Regions from separate parts of the Rattus norvegicus genome. Here region 1 is linked to region 2. A link is a contact called in public Hi-C data. All regions are on one chromosome and are shown on one strand. Each heading gives the region's core, a stretch centred on a gene start, on an enhancer-like site or on the middle of the called end of the contact. The rest is flanking DNA. Distances are from core to core; before and after follow the strand shown.

Region 1 (2,700 bases), core at 151-2,650, 200 kb after region 2:
GCACAGCAAAAGTACAGAGGAAAGAACAAGTAAATGAGGGGTGGAAAAGCTTCCAGGAAGGTAGCATTTACACATCCAAGAAGATGTGGAGCTTTTCTTTTAGCAGATTGGCTATCCAGGCTGAACACCTTTGCCTGTATCAGTTCTCAGAAGATTGCCTTACAGAAAGGTTGTAGTCATCATGGCTTCTGTTCCAGCATACAAACATCTCAGTTTGGTACTTTACTCCCATTGAGCTCAGTGGTGTGGCCTCAGCTGGAGGTTTCTGCAGGCTCACTGCTGCTCAGGCAGGTGGAAGAGCAAGCCTCTGACTGTAGGATGATTGTCTACCCTCTTTAAATCAGGAATCGGCCCCAGAATGGGCTGCCTCATAACTTTTGAGACATTCATTGGCATGGTTATTTAATAGTATTTTCTGTCCTCTGGGCGCCATCTTAAGGAAGATAGAAATGCATGATAAAGTTGGAGCCTTCTAGCAGGAAGCAATGTATAAACATAAAGGAGAACAAATATTTTAAGGCTAAGGTAGCTGGGCTTAGTGGTTCATATCAGTAATCCCAATACATGGGAGGCTAGGGGAGGAAGATTGCCGTATTACCAGGCCAGCCTCGAGTAGTCTCAAAACAAAATGTGAGGTAAGAGAAAGGGAATCAGAACCTTAAGTTACAAACAGGAGGCTCACTTGGAAAGTCTGTAACAGTAAGTAAGCATTGTGAGACGCTCAGAGGGCTAACCCACAAGTTTTAGATTCAGAGACCAGTGGGGCAGACTGACAGTTTATGCCAAAGCAGGGAAGGCACCCTGATGCATGGTATTTCAATGGTATCTCATCTTCAATGAGAATGGAGAGGCTTTAGTAAGAGACTAGAAATGCCCAAATCTGGGGTGGACCATAGGGCTCAAAAGGATATCATAGAGTATTTTAGGAGAGGAGAGGGAAGGCTTTTTGATCAAGGCAAAGTCATCAGTAAAAATGAAATTTGTTCAGCATCCTTTAAGGAAGCCACAGACCTTGTAGCTGAAACACGTAAGGATTCTGATTTCCAGATTCCTCAATAATTGTTTCAACCAGACCAGTCCGATTATCTTGGCATGATGCTGATGACCAGGGTTGTGGGAGACAGCAAGGCGCCTATGGCAGTTCTGTGTTAGCCTGTGTCATGTCAGCCAGGGGCTTTTCCTTGTGGTACCCTGGTGGAGTGTGTCAGACTTCTGTGGCCTCCAAGTCATGCTGTTCAACCTATACCATCTCACTTGGTTCTGTGTGCCAAAGAAACATTGTCTAATCCTCCTCTGGGAAGGGCCCTTGGAATGCCTTTGGGTAGTCACTGAGAAGATTCCTTCTGAACTCTTCCACTCTGCAGAAGGCTGCTGTGCGTTTGTGTTCTTACTAGTTCAGAGTTTTGGGTTAGGTGAGATGAGGGTGATCCTCGGTAGAAACAAAACCTGTCATTCACAGTGAGTAAGAGCCCTGAGAATGAGCCAGAAGCAGGCCATGTGCTTTTTCCTTTACAGTTCCTGCTCTTGCTTTCCTACTTCCAAAAGAGCTCCGTGCTGAATCTTCTTTGGGCAGCAGAGGGTGAAGAGGACGTTTCCAGGGTTCTGATAGGTCCATTGGCGTGTGTCCAGTCCTAGCACTGTCGTTCTGGTGGTGCCCATTGCATTCCGTGGTGTTTTCAGAATCCGTTTCAGGAGAGAGTTGTTGTAGTTTTCTTTCAACACCATTACCTCAGCTTGCTGGCATTTCCCATCAGCCACCAGTACTGATGGAAAGGCAACCCAGATTAGGCTACTCTCCACTAGCCCAGCTTTATGGGGCCATCCATTTGCCAAAAGGATAATAGAAGCAGACCCTGGATGTAAGACAGGGAACATAAAAAAATAATTTGATAATTTAAAAGGAGTGATGGGGGATGGCTCAGCAGCTAAGAGCACTCGTTTACAAATTTGGTTCTAGCACCCACATGGCAGCTCACAACTCTCTGTAACACTAGTCCCAGCTGATCTGACACCCCCTTTTGGCCTCCACAGGCACCAGGCAAGCACATAGTACACAGACCTCCATGCAAGCAAACCATCCATACATAGAACAACTAATAACTATTTTTAAGAGAAATGACATTTCTTGTAGTGAGTAATCTTGGTGTGAACAGTACACACTACTTATAAGAAATATCTTGGTTGCTATGAGAACTACCTCTCATGTATTCTTTTCAAACTACACATCATTTAATCTGTTCATTATTAAACAATAAATTGGTCGTGGCCCTTCTCTTCGGCCCCAGGTCATTGCTCCCCTTGCAGCTTGTTCATAAAGTTATTGGGGCTTCTCCAACTGAGGTGTGGATTTGCATGGGATTGTACAGTTTGTGTGGGAGCTGCACACTTAAGTTGCCCAGTGTGGGCCACCATGTGCATTCCTCCAGTTGGCCTTTAGAAGGCCTCACAGACTTTGGCTCACCATGCATGAGACCATTGAAGAGGCACTGGGAGGGGGCTGGAGAGATGGCTCAGTGGTTAAGGGCACTGACTGCTCTTCTAGAGGTCCTGAGTTCAAATCCCAGCAACCACATGGTGGCTAACAACCATCTGTAATGGGATCCAATGCCCTCTTCTGGCGTGTCTGAAGACAGCTACAGTGTACTTATATATTAATAAATAAATACATCTTTTAACAAAAAAAAAAAAAAAGAAGAAGAA
Region 2 (2,700 bases), core at 7-2,506:
CAGTTAGAATTGCAGACTAGCACACATCATGAATAAGACACGTCATGAAGCCCACATCCCTCAGATGTCTGTCACCTGTTTTCTTTTTACGCAAATGCAGGGTTTTGAAGGATTGAGACATAGACACTGAGCCTTTTCTGTTTGGGTCTGTTGTCCACTGTTGATAGCTTTGGGAAGGTATTTTATTGCCATGAGTTCTTCTTGGCATTAATATGTCTAGATGGTAGCAGACATAATAAGCTTTTCGCTTTTGGCTTCTGTAACTGAATACATATTTTGGGTTGTATCTTCTAGACATTAAGTACTTTGTGGGTTTTTGGAGGGTCTTGGTACTTTGACACTACCCAGTTCTGATAACCAGCCCTAACCCTAGTTTGACCTCATAGTATATATTTTTATTACCTCTCATCTTCAAGTTTCTCTGTCCAGGAAAAGTTTTGGTTCTGACTCTGGGTTTTAGGATTTAGCCCTCTGACTCAGATCTGTTATAAGGCCATAGGAAAATGATTATGGCTACTTGACATTGACTTTTGCTTCTTTAAGAGTTGCAGGTTAATCTTAATGTGTAGTAGGAAAATAACAATTCCTAATTTCCTTTAGTCTGGTCAGACCTTTCGTTATCTGAGGCCTTTTCTCTGTGCTGCTTCCATTACTCAGAGGTCAAACCCAGACCTTTCCGTCTGCCAGCCACAGCCTTCCATGCACTCACAGCTGGATTCTAACGGCGTCTGCTTCCTTCTTTCTGGTGGACTGAGCTGCTACCGCTTTCTGTCATGCATATTTTCTAACTTGTTTCGGCTGTTTGCTCATTCTTAAGATTGTCCCTTAGAGCATGCCTTATTCTTTTTGGTATGGGATTGGCTGGCTCTTTGTAAAGGTGGAGAATAGATGTTTTTGATGAGTCTACAAATAAATGAGTGTATTCTTTGCTGAAGAGTTTGCCTTGTAAGAAATAGGTTTCCTTTAAGATACTGCCTAGTGTCCCATCTCTCATGGGAACAGATGGTCTAAGTGCTTTTGTTTCATGCATCAAAGAGGAGAGAATTTTTGTCAGTCTTCCCTCCCTGGTGGCAGCTGACCCTGGGTTCAGCCATCAGAGCTTCCTGCTGGGGGCCTGATTGAAGCAGAGCAGAGCCTGATCTTCACTCTGCAGATGGAGTGGGTGGTGAGCATATTTGGTCAGCGACTACCTTGTAATGCTCGAAAAGAAGGAAGAAAAAGAGAACCCCCAACAGCCTTGGAACAACAGGGCCTGGGCATAGCTGGGTGCATTGCTGGCTGCATTACAGGTTCTGGCCATAACTGTGGTGTGTGTGGCACTGTCCCAGTGTGTATACACTGGTGGGATGCTGGAACCTCCACAGAGCACATTTGTGCCTCTGTCCTTCAAATCGGTATCCTTGTACTCCAGCCTGGGAGCGAATCATTTCAGCTGATAGTGGAGCGCATTGGTAACGATTTCTGGTTTCCAAAACCAGACATGTCCGTACTAGCATTCTGAAAGGATAGCTTGTAGAGTAGCTGAGGTAATATTTTAGCAATTTAATATTTCTGCCTATGAGATGAACGACTAGGCAGCTTCTTTCCTGAGTGAGATGACAGCTCTTTTTGTCCTTCAGGCATCTTTGATTTTTCTGCTTTCTATTGGGGCATCTCATGGGGTTCTTTCTCATGTAGTGAGAGTGGTACCCTTTTCTCCTCCAACCCGTGTCTCTTTCACCAGAGTCATTGAGTTGGGATTTTGACTTGTAGTTTTAAACTTGCATCAAGAAAAATCTCAGTGAAGACTGGATTTAATGTGTTGCTTTTTAAGTTATTATTCTTATTTAAGCAGAGTTTTTACTGTCTAACCCTGGCTGTCTCATTTTGGAACTTCTAGTACAGCCCCCACCGGCCTCAAGCTTAGTGGTCCTCTTGCCTCTGCGTCTTGAGGGCTTAGACTGTAGGTATGTGGACCATGGTTTCTTGTTTTTTAACCTGCTAGTTAACCTCAAGAGATAAAGACTGATCATCTTTGTGAATGAAGCAGCTTTTCTTTTACTGAGAGATCATTATATGGTTTTGGGAATAATATTATTGTGTATTTTCTCTGGCATTGTTGGTAGGAAGACAGTATCCGGTCTATTGCAGACGGCTGCTTCCCTCACTTTCATGTCTGATTGTGATAGGCCTGGCACTTTGCTGTGTGGCGAGGACTATGGAAGCCAGTTCAAACATTGTTGCCTTCTTACTTACAGGTAATGCAGGTTTTGAATGCTGATGCCATTGTTGTGAAGCTGAATTCTGGAGACTACAAGACCATCCACCTGTCAAGCATCCGACCACCAAGGTTGGAGGGAGACAACATACAGGTAAGAACAGGAAAATGTGCTGGTGACGTTTCTACTACCGTGATTTAAAGCACCATGACTGAGGCAGCTTGTAGAAGGCAGAGTTTCTTTCCTATATGGTTTTAGAAGGACAGGAGTCTGTTGGTGGGGAACCATGGCAGCAGCAACAGCGGCAGTGGGACCTGAGTGCTGCTCGAAGCTCACATTTGGACATTTGGAGGTGAGGGCAGTAAGAACACGCACTAGGCCGTGAGGCTTTGAAATGTCAGAGTCCACAACCAGTGACGTACTTCTAGCATGGCATCTCCTAGACCTCCCTAAAACAGTCCCAGCAACTGAGAACCAGGCCTTCAAATATATGAACCTATGA

Evidence for each region. A called contact is a pair of places that touch in the nucleus more often than the background predicts.
Region 1: a contact with region 2 is called in a Hi-C map of the A7r5 cell line, with 2.4 times the contacts expected there. The contact joins the promoter of Lipogenin here to the enhancer-like site in region 2. A contact is called at or near these places in 2 of 12 Hi-C or Micro-C datasets (the A7r5 cell line and Schwann cells).

What each region holds. Positions count from the first base shown.
Region 1 is chr4:58,320,331-58,323,030 of GRCr8, forward strand. It overlaps Lipogenin, which reads left to right and starts at 1,401. Exons shown (of 1, transcript NM_145790.2): 1 at 1,401-2,656. The coding sequence starts at 2,203. The coding sequence ends at 2,595. All of the region lies in intron 15 of Snd1 (staphylococcal nuclease and tudor domain containing 1), which reads left to right.
Region 2 is chr4:58,118,750-58,121,449 of GRCr8, forward strand. Snd1 (staphylococcal nuclease and tudor domain containing 1) reads left to right here. Exons shown (of 24, transcript NM_022694.2): 10 at 2,238-2,351. Among named protein-coding and RNA genes, the nearest start is that of Snd1, 59 kb to the left of the region's middle. Within about 2 kb of position 1,257, at least 10 of the 93 cell types and tissues checked have an H3K27ac peak or open chromatin away from gene starts, as enhancers often do. A contact at or near this core is called in the A7r5 cell line, where this site is marked.